2 separate regions of the Tachysurus fulvidraco genome follow, and region 1 is linked to region 2. A link is a contact called in public Hi-C data. All regions are on one chromosome and are shown on one strand. The core of a region is the stretch at or near the end of the contact, and the rest is flanking DNA. Distances in the headings are between cores, read along the strand shown. Region 1 holds the start of plxnb2b (plexin-B2b). Region 2 holds the start of tubgcp6 (gamma-tubulin complex component 6).

What was found. A called contact is a pair of places that touch in the nucleus more often than the background predicts.
Region 1: a contact with region 2 is called in a Hi-C map of muscle, with 2.7 times the contacts expected there. The contact joins the promoter of plxnb2b here to the promoter of tubgcp6 in region 2. A contact is called at or near these places in 2 of 4 Hi-C or Micro-C datasets (muscle and ovary).

What each region holds. Positions count from the first base shown.
Region 1 is chr10:7,333,148-7,338,698 of HZAU_PFXX_2.0, reverse strand. plxnb2b (plexin-B2b) reads left to right here and starts at 1,855. Exons shown (of 36, transcript XM_047819372.1): 1 at 1,855-2,282.
Region 2 is chr10:7,193,192-7,198,914 of HZAU_PFXX_2.0, reverse strand. tubgcp6 (gamma-tubulin complex component 6) reads left to right here and starts at 3,240. Exons shown (of 26, transcript XM_047819260.1): 1 at 3,240-3,498; 2 at 5,210-5,723. The coding sequence starts at 5,237.

The sequences.
Region 1 (5,551 bases), core at 606-3,105, 140 kb before region 2:
AGTAATATCTTATATACGGTAGTATCTGTATAGTAATAGTAGTCTAACTGAGATTTATGTAATTAAAAGGGAGGAAGATAAACTGAAAGTAAGATGAAATAATCTAAATGCATGGATTTCTTTAAGGTCTGAATATAGTCTCCACCTTACCGAGAGAAAAGACAGAGAGAGCTGGGGGGTTTGTGTGGATAAATGTGTAGGGAGGTGACAGAGTGATAACTCCTAAAGAAGTAGCTCTGTAATCAATAACTACAGCATGAACTCAGTGTGTGATATACATTTGTGCCAAAAAATATTGATTGCAAACTTCATATTTACAACCACACCGTGAGGCAAAGAATGGTGCAATAAATTGCTCTTCACTCACAGAGATCAACTTTTCACTGTCCCATTATGGTTAGACGGTCCCTCCCAGGCTGTTAACTTAACTGACAGGTGTCTGAGGCAGCAGATTTAATTTGGCTGACTGTAAACTAGTGAAGAGGAAAAAATTGCTGGTGAGACACTTGCTGATCATAACAACGAGGAAAGCGGTGTAAATTTGCCAGATAGGATCAGGATCAAAATACAGAACACTGTAAAAGTGTTATAGAACAGATAAAGACTGGTTTCAGATGTACAGTTTATTCCTGTTGCTCCATTATTATAAGCGCCCAATTACTTAAGAATTCGTTTCACATTTACAGATGATGTTTCTTAAATTGAAGTATTTGTAGCGTGGCTTACGAAAACATGTTCAAGTTTTCTCCTTAAAAAGGATAGAAAAATCACGATGTGACTGATCTCATGGGCAAATCCTTCATGGTGGATAATCAGAATAAATCCCAAGTCAATATTTTAATCAGAGGTTCAGGTTTAAATGGCTGATTTGTTAAGACATGCTTAATATGAAGTCATGCAGCATGACTTGAATTCAAATAGAACTCAGATGAATAACTCATTGATTAGTAACATTCCTGCAGCGTTACCAGGATATGACTTAACTCTGAACAGGATAAAGGGGGTTACTGGGGATAAATGAATGAACAGATGAATGGAGGAGTGATTAGTGTTAAAGTCTGAGTCTGGACAAACACTTGGAGAACACTTTCAAAGAACTTTGTTCAGAGCAAAACCCTAATCTCATTTTTGTGCCATTATGCATCAAGTGATTTTGCATGAAGAGCAGGAAGAGGGTGAGATAAAGAAGCGCAATAGACTACAAGCTAAAAGGCCACTCATCAGCTCCTCCAGAACAGTGAGTGTTAAAGGAGAGCTTGTTCGCATGTTTTCCATGATAGAGCTTAATTTGTTTGCATCTTCTATCGGTTACATCTCTTCCAGCACTCTTCACCAGAAATGGGAGGAGAAAAGGGATCGTAGATGTCTCTCTCTCTCTCTCTTTCTCACAAACAGTCAGACTCTCTCTCTCTCTCTCTCACACACACACACACACACAGTCAGACTCTCTCTCTCTCACTCACACACAAAGTCAGACTATCTCCCTCTCTCTCTCTCTCTCTCTCTCTCTCTCTCTCTCTCTCTCTCACACACACACACACAGTCTCCCTCTCTCTCTCTCTCTCTCTCTCTCTCTCTCTCTCTCTCACAGACACACACACACACACACACACACACACACACACACACAGTCAGACTCTCTTTCTCCCTTCATCTCACATAACCTATCCTCCCTCTCAGGCTCTCTCTTTCACTCTTACACTCATTTTTCTCTGTCTCTCCCTCCCTCCCATCCTTTCACATACTCTCCTTTCCCTTCCTCTCAGAACCCCCCCCCCCGCCTCTCTCTCTCTCTCTCTCTCTCTCTCTCTCTCTCTCTCTCTCTTTCTCTCTCTCTCTCTGCCCCCACCGTCTTGTTTTCATAGCAGCAGGCTACACTTCGCCTCCATGTAGGCTACGTTAACGGCGTGTAGCCCGGATGTGGATGCGAGCAGGTCTCGCCTCCCTCGGTACACACACTCACGCATACGCATGCACACTCACACACACTCACACACAGACAACGTGCACACCTGGACGCGTCATGTGACCCGCTACCTGGGCGTGGAGAAAGACTGACAGTTATTTTACCTCGATGCATTTTTTGTTGAATGGGAGGTTCAGCTCTGAACGCGGTGTGTGCCAAATGCTGCCATTCTCTCTGCAAAAGTAAGATGTAAACTTTTTTGCGTTGGCGTCACTTTGGGGGAATTTATTTCTCGTTTTATTTGTTTGTTTGCATTTTTTTAAAACCAAAGCCGCTGTCTGGACCTGTTTGTTCCGCTCCTACCGATTCTTCCAAGGTGAGTATAGTGGGGCGTGTGTGTGTGTGTGTGTGTGTGTGCGCGCGCGAGCGCACGCGTGTGTGTTTCCGAAACAAACGATACTATTCCGCGCTTTTCTGTTGTTGTTGTTGTTGTTGTTGTGTTTTGAAGGAAAGTGTCGGAGGCGCGCGGTTTAATCACGTCGTTTACGCAAGCGGGCAAGTTAAGAAAGAACAAGGCGAGTGTGAGACGATGCGAGATTGTCTGAAAGCTATATCGGATGAAACATGTGAAAGCAGAGCATCTCAGACAGACAGACAGACAGACAGACAAAAAGCAGTCTCGCGCATCATTAGGACCCGGTCGTCACCGCTGCGCGTTAAGGGTCATTCTCGCGCGCGTGTATTGTTGCCATGTTGGGCGGCTTCCTGTTTATTGTGTTGTATTTATTCACCCGATGTAGATATAAGCTGGCAGAGTAATGGGGATTGGTTTATAGATCAACTGGGACGTGGTCACGCCGTAATTGATTTGGAAACAATGCGTCCAACAGCTGGCGTCTCTTCGCGTTTGGCTCTAAAACACACCGTTTAATCTCCGTTTCCCTGAATAAACTCTCCCACTATTCTGTACAGCAGCGTTCTGAGTGTTGAGTGTTGTGTGTGGTCTTTTTCTATAATCAAACTTACTTCAGTTTTATGGACATGCATTCAGAATAATACACCAAGTTTGTCTCTCAGATATTTCTAGGAGTCCATTTGGATGATGAATTCTCAATAGCATCACATCCAGCAAGGAACACCCAGAGCTTGCAGTCTCATGCTCATTTTTTAAAGGCAATTTTTTTTTATACATACAAGAAGAAGGTGTGTAAAAGCTTAAAAGCTCTTCTTTCCAATAAAATGGAATCAAATAAAAACATTTCAGACAGTGTACATTTATTCGTGTGTACTGCTTTAGGAAGAACAAATGATTTCATCCTTCATCAGACCATCCTCTTTTAGTCTCACTGACCGTGAGCATAAAGTTACTACTGTCCATCAGCTGCGTCCTGGTTCTGGTTTCATAGCATGCTTATTTCTTTGTGTGTGTGTGTGTGTGTGTGTGTGTGTGTGTGTGTGTGTGTGTGTGCAGAAGATGATAGAAAAGCTCCTTTTTATGTGCGTGTTAGTTCTGGTGCTGAGACAAAAGAGCAAGACAGTAAGTCCCATTCAGCGCTGTCTGAGGGTTTTGTGTCTCTCGGTCCCTGGTACCATTTACCATGTGCCTTAGACTGAGACCTTAGATCTCTGAGAAATCTGACAGATCTTTACTGTAGAAGAGAAACTGCTTGTTTTGGGGATTATCCTCATTAAATAACATTCAACAAAATTCAGTCATGAGGAAAAGGAATTAAGAGACTTTCTCTTTGTGTGTGTGTGTGTGTGTGTGTGTGTGTGTGTGTGTGTGTGTGTGTGTCTGTGTGTGTGACAAGGACTGGGAGTGGCCCCGATTGCTCTTACTCACTGGACAGTGAGGGGCATCCAAGCCCAAACACAGGCCATCTGTGCATGCATCTCTGTGTTACCCAATCGTTCACCACATACACTCTCTGTAACAATTTTAAATAAACAATTTTTTTTATGATTTTTCATTTTCAATGCTTATCTCCTGCTCATGGAATAGATAGAAATGTCAGCTATTCCCTTATCAGAGGCACAAAGTGGCGATGAATGATTTCTCAATACTGCACAGCTTAGAATGACCCCATTCACCTTCAGTCACTACGCTTTTCCCCCCAAGCCTATCTCCATAATGTCATTAACGTCGAAATACGTTCATTACTCACAATCATAAGCAAGTCAGTGAAGTTGTTCAGCTTATTTCTATTTCAAAAACCCAACCCAACACCTGACATTACAAAAAACCTTCGAAGGACAATGCCGTCTTGTGTTCAGTCATAAGTTTCCATTAGTTATTAGTGCTTATAAAACACTAGACTGTTTGTAAGCCCTTATTTTCCATTTCTCCTCCCAAATAGCTCTGCACAGAGGAGGCTATATTTTACCTTCCCTTTTACTGCCGTTGGGTAAATTGCTGTCATTTTGAGGTCTGTTGATCTTTTGTGTGCTCTGTGTTGTTTAATTCAAAGTGAGTTGGTTTCACATCGAAGTAAAGGATGCACTCGAAATTACACACTCAACAACTGATGCTTTATCTTGGCATATAATACATCACCATTAAACTGCTTCAGTAAGTGATCTTTCATAACACTCGCTTCGGGCAAAAACATGTACAATCATACTAAAAACTCTTTGTTTATAATAGTGTAAGCACATCTACTAAACTTCATCATTTTGTCAAACTCTCATTCGTTTTTATTGGTTATAAATCGACTAATCTACAGATTAATCTACAGATTAGTCGATTTCTCTCCTCTATATATACTAAGCTGGATGATAGCATGAAGGCGTGTGCAAAATTCTTCCCGCATAACAGCCTCGAATTTTCCCTTTTGTTTGGTTTTTTTTCAGCAACGACGAAGCTTTTACCTGCCGAACTTGTTTTATTTTTCCGTTTAGAGATATCATCGCTTTAAATCAGCAGCTCTTAAAGTGATGACTAAGATTTCCCACTAAATAATAGAGAGATTATGCTTTCGGAAATCTTCTATCTGAAGGTTTGAAGTCACTGACAGTTGAACTCGAGACTCAGTCATTCTTAAATTGCAGTGCAGGGCCACAGCTTTGTTAGCTAGTTTTACATTTTTTGTTTTATGTGCCAGACCCTGTCATTAAATTAGTAATAGAACTGCTACAAAATAAAGCTGCCTCGAAATTGGTTGAGGCTTGGTAATAATGACTAGAAGGTTGCGACTTCAAACCCTGTCACTGCTAAAGAGCTGCTAATGGGCCTTTGAGAAAGGCTCTTAACCCTCCATTGCTCATCAGTATGCTTAGATTGTAATCTGATAAGTCATTTTGATAGAATTGATATTTCTGGATTAAAGCATCTGCCAAATAAATAAAAGTCTATTTTTTTGGAGTGACAGAGTAAGTGTCAGGACCTGTTCTAACAGGAATTAGTTATTGACCGCTTGTATTTTTAAGCTGTCTAATCCAGCTTTAAAGTCTACGCTCCCCCCAGACCTGTGAAACCCTGGTCTAATTGTATTTTTTGTCCTACTGGACACTGTGGCATGCCTTGTAATTTAACTCTGATCCTAGATTTTGCCATAGTTTTCACTGCCAAGTGACCTGAAATGTAACAAAGAAGTGCTGAATGATTTGTCGGTTAATGGTCAAATGGTTCGGTTTGTCTTATTGTCA
Region 2 (5,723 bases), core at 1,991-4,490:
TTAGGAGTCAAACTCTCTAACCATTAGGCCCTGACTTCCCCAAGGAATTCTGGTTAACATCAAATAAAAATGGTTCAATACATTAGGATTTTCTTGACACCTTTGTGGGGGAAATTCTATTCTATTAATCAGAAATAATAGTTCAAGTGAACTCTTTCCTAAGTTGCAGAGAAGAACGCAGCAAAGTCCTGTGGAATATCAAACATATTTATTCAATACACTTGCAAGTGTGAAGTCAATCTGTCCCGACCTAAGTCTGAACAGAGTGTGTTAGTTGGTTTGTAAAGCAGTTCTCTATTTATACAAGATGCTGGACCTAAAGTTCATAATTATGTGTCCGTGTGGCGTCTTCCACTGATCTTGTCATCCACTAATCATGTCGTTGTGGCAAGTGTCACACAGTTATTTCCCATACATCTGCAAAGTTCTTATCTTTTAAGCTTAGTGTGAAGTTTGGAAAACAGTTTGTGTGTGTGTGTGTGTGTGTGTGTGTGTGTGTGTGTGTGTGTGTGTGTGTGTGTGTGTGTGTGTGTGTATTGGTAAAGAATGTTCAATGTTCATTTTTGTTTTTCACAACATTTTTCTATTACACCTTCTTTTTTCAAATGCTGAAGCCATTTATAGTTTTCAGCGTATGTACAGAATTTCACTGTGGAAAGGTATCGATCATTAGAGAGGTATGAATGAATTTTCGAAACATCAAATGTACATGGAACAGTGTGAAGACCATCATCAATAAGTGGGGAAAATGGAACAGCACGGTGGCATTACTAAAAAAAAACATGGTGTACCTCCAAAACTGATGAAAGAACGAGAAAAAAAAAACGAATCAGGGAGGCTGCCGAGATCTGCAGCGATGTTAGAGGAGCAAAATACTGATCACTCCTTGCATGTGACCACAATCACTCATATTCTCCAAATGTGTGAGGTATGGGGTAGGGAGACTAGATGGGGAAAAAACACCATAGCCCAAATAAAATACCCCAAATCCTGTGGCAAAATGTGTTATGGTCTAATGGGACTAATTATCCTATAAACAAGACAGAGCTCATTGAGTTTATTGCTCAATAAGACCTTACCTACAGTGAAGCATTGTGGTGGGAGTCATCATGCTGGAGGCATTGGGAGTCATCATGCTGGAGGCATTGGGAATCATCTGACTAACAAGGTCAACCAAGGGTAGTACTGAATGAGCTAGTTACTGAATTCTGCACAGTATGGTAAGATTTTGCAGTAGAGTGGATGGTGAGGCCAGTTGGTGAAGCCTACCTGAGGAGAGAGCTGCACATCCTGTCTGTTGATGGAACTAACAACAAAGCGGACCAACACATACTGACCTGTGAACCGCCAAAAAAGATTTTGAAGGCAGGACTGACCACCCTCAAATCTAGCTGCTTGATGTGTTCTGATCTTACACCGGGTGACCTCCTATGCTCTGTGGTACTATGCTGTTCTCCAGCCTGTAAGGCAGACATTGGTGTAGCCCCTTTGATGGGGTACAGTCCCCAAGTAGACTTCTCTCGTTAGAAATGTGTTATGCCTCCAGCAAGTTAGAACTTGGGCTCCTCTTGCTGAAGGTAATTGCAGCAGGTTGGGGTGTGGTTTAGTGGGAATCTGCACTGGAATAGAGGTGATGCGTACAGAATATATTTGGCTAGCAGACCACCCCTGAGCCTGGTGGTCTCATGTATGACATATGATATATCTTTTTGGTGATTTCACTCTTTCTCTTGCTTTGAGTAGTGATCTGAGTGTCAGTGAGCGTCCATGAGTAGAGCAAAGCTGAAAGCCGTGACCAAGCTGGACTTCTGCAATGTTGTTTTGAAAAGTTTTACTTTACTTAATCTGATGCCAAAAAAGAGACCACATTTGTCTGCTGTTTCTCTGAGAAGTGTGCTGCTAGCATTGCTCCTGTCAAGTTAAAGCTGTAGAGAAAACAACCACTGGTCATGAGTGGGAGAGGAAGAAGCCTTTATTTGTCACATACAGTATAGCACAGTGAAATTATTATTTTTTTGCTTATCTTGTTGGAAGCCAGGGTCAGACATGATAGGGCACACCTGGGGCAGATGGGGTTTACAGGCTTGCTCAAGGGCCCAACAGATGTCTTTGGGCTTGAACCCTGACCTTCTGAGAAATAAACAAGCACCTGCACCACTGAGCCACCACTGCACTTTTTAGGAAGAAAAAAACCCCTGAGATGCTCAGTATCTGGAAAGCTTACAGAAACCCATTGGATTTTATATATATATATATATATATATATATATATATATATATATATATATATATATATATATATATATAATAAACAGTAATACATATCGATCCTTCATTCCGATTTTCAGGGAGTTTACCATCCAAAAAAAATTAAATATGACATTTTATGGAATTTTACTACATGAATATTATATCAAATGACTTGGCTTTTAAAGAGAAGCTTGCCATCCCATTCTTCTGCATATTCAAATTATTTTGTAATTTTCAAAAACATATTTCATTTCAGTTATTATATAGGATTGTTAAGTAGGACTATTTTTAAGTAGGACATGTCAATCGTTCCAACTAAATACAGTATATAAAAAAGAAAAAAGCTTAAAAGTGCTTTTTAAGAACGATTGAAGATTTTGCGTTGTCATTAACTCAAATAAATACCTCAGAAAACTAAAAACAATCGATCAAAATAATAATCCGATATGTCAGGAATCTAACTGTTTGCAGCAATGTTGTATTAAAGACCTTTATTAAGACTTTTTAATTCGTAGCTTTGTCGCCTCGGGTTTTAGAGAAACCTTTGCATTGATTAAAGTATTTTGTGGTGCTTTTGAATGTTTTTTTTAAATAAATTTTTACTGGTAAATGATTATAATATTAGTACTTTTTATCGCTTTACATTTAATATACTTAAACAACTTGAAATTCACCAGAAATATACCTTTACATATACAATTTATACACAGATCTATATGGATTATATAATCTGAATGGAGTTTACGTTTTCTGCTAAACCGAAAATGTGTGTGTGAGTATGTGTGTTTGTGAGTATGTGTGTGTTTGTGTGTTTATTTAAATCGTTTTTAATTCGTTTTATTTAATTAAAATAAAACAAATAAATAAAACCACATGATAGCGTTCATAGGAGGCGGGCTCTCTTACCGGAAGTGATACTTTCTAAGCCACGACAATCAGCCAATGGCAGCTCAAAACACTGAATTTTACCCAATCAGATCAGTTTGTGGGCAGGTTTTTTGAATCCAGCGCGGTCACCAAGGCAAATGACAGGAGCTAGAGACTGTTTGTGTATTTTTTCTATTCATGAACAATAAGAATAATTTATTTTTATAAGTTGTATGTAACTCCATATAAATCCCATGGAGTTCTAGTTAACTGGTTTACAGGATTGGCGTTTTCCGGTTTTAACAATGAGTACCAGGAGACTAACGGATGCAGTCATAACAACGCTGCACTGCTACAGCTGTATAATCCAGGAGTGCTGCGGTTCGTCTACTACAAACACACATCACTGCACATCACAGCTAATTATCCTTTATTACTGCAGGAATCATTTCATTCGGATCATTAATGTCGCTCAGAGCGAAGTAACACATAGCCTTCATGTTAGCATTTAGCATGTCATGTGTGTTAGCCTGATGGTGTAAGTCTGTCCTTCATGCACTTTTGTCTTTAACTGTTGACTACAGTTCATTTCCCAGATCTGGTCCTGAACAACCCTCAGTGCTTTACCTAAAATGTGTACTGTAGGACAGGGGATTCACTAAGACCAGGGTTAGGAGCGCGCGCGCGCGTGTGTTTTGTTTGTTTGTTTGTTTGTTTGTGTGTTTTGTTTGTGATTGTGTGTGTGTTGTTTGTGATTGTGTGTGTGTTGTTTGTGATTGTGTGTGTGTTGTTTGTGATTGTGTGTGTGTTGTTTGTGATAGTGTGTGTGTTGTTTGTGTGTTTTTTGTGATTGTGTTTGTGTGTTGTGTCTGTTGTTTGTGTGTGTGTTGTTTGTGTGTGTGTGTTGTTTGTGTGTTTGTCTCTACAAGCCTGACCATTAAACATTCTATTACAAAACCATGGGCATTAATATGGACTTGGCCCAATATTTTGCTGTTATTACAACCTCCAATCTTCTAGGAAGTATTTCCACTAAATTGTTTGGTCCTTTTACCAGGCACTGATGTGCAAGACACCGGTGTTCCAGTTCACCCCAAAGGTGTTCAGTGGGGTTGAGTCAAAGTCAGGACGTTCCAGTTCTTCACTGTAACTTTAACACACCATGTCTACATGGAGCTCTGTGCTTTGTGCACAGGGACATTGTCATGCTGGATGTGTGTTTGAGTCTCTTAGTTTCAGTGAAGAGAAACTGTAATGTTACAACATACACAGTCATTCTATACAGTTTTGGTGTCCAAAAGTTTGGCCATATAAAACATGTTAAAAATCACAGCCCTTACTCTCTCAGTATTTACACACACACACACACACACACACACACACACACACACACACACACACACACACACACACATCATAAACCATTTATGTAACAGAAATCTTTCTGATTAAAAACACTATGGTTACTATATTGTAAGATAAGACTTAAAAGTGACCAGTTAACCAGCTGGCAAATCAACCTGCTAAAGCAGTAATACAGTAACATTCATTTCAGTTTAAATAAAATTTCATTCAGTTATTCTTTTTATTTTGCACAAAAACTAAGCAATATTCAGAGGACGTGTGCTGCTGCTTCAGTATCCTCTGTCTATACTAGCTACACTTCTATGGTCAGACGTATGTGGGCACCCATAGGTGTTTCTTCTCAAACTGGTGGAAGCACACAATTGTGCACAATGACTGTTGTAACATTAAACGTTCTCTTTACTGGAAATTTGAGACTCCAACCCTGTTCCAGCATGACCAAGAAGACATGGGGTGTTAAGGTTGGAGTTAAAATCTTGAGTGTCCTGCACAGAGCCCTGAGTCTGACTCAACCCAAATGAACCCCTTGAGGATGAACTGGAACCCTGACTGAACCCCAGACCTCCTCACTTACAACATCAGTGTCTGAACTCACTAATCCTCTCAAAATTTAGTGGAAGTCTTCTAGAAGTGTGGAGCTTATGGCTGTGATGAGTCAGGGGTCCACATAAGTTTAGCTGTATACTGTATTCCACTGAAGTTATTAATAAAGTATTTCGTCTTGCAGGTTACATCGTACACTGAGGACGTCATCATGTACAGTAAACGTGGTATATCAGAGATGTCCTCTGTTCCCATGAGCAACAGCAGCATTACAGGTCTCCTGTCTGCACTGTGTGATCGCAGCTTGTCCGGAGTGTCATGGAAGCGCCGCACTTTCAGTGGTGTCCCTCGTGCATCGCTCCACCGCACCCTCCGTAGACGTGCCTATGCCATGCTGCTTTCCAAACTTTTCCAGGACAGTTCATCCAAACCCACATCGTCGATGACGAGCGCTTTAGCCTGCACACCACCTTACAACAAAATGCTTATGATCTCCTTTGACCTGCGTGTCTCGGGTCGTGCCGAGGATGCAGAGAGGCTTGAGGGCCTGCTGGGGCAGCTGCGTAAAGCGGGCCACTCCTCTGGTCTGACTGAACTGGACTCAGTGCTGGAGCTCTTGGCACAGCTGGCGGGTTCAGGTCCTCCCCCCGTATCCTCGTTCAGCATGGACTGCATGCGGCGTGAGCGGCCTGTGCTGC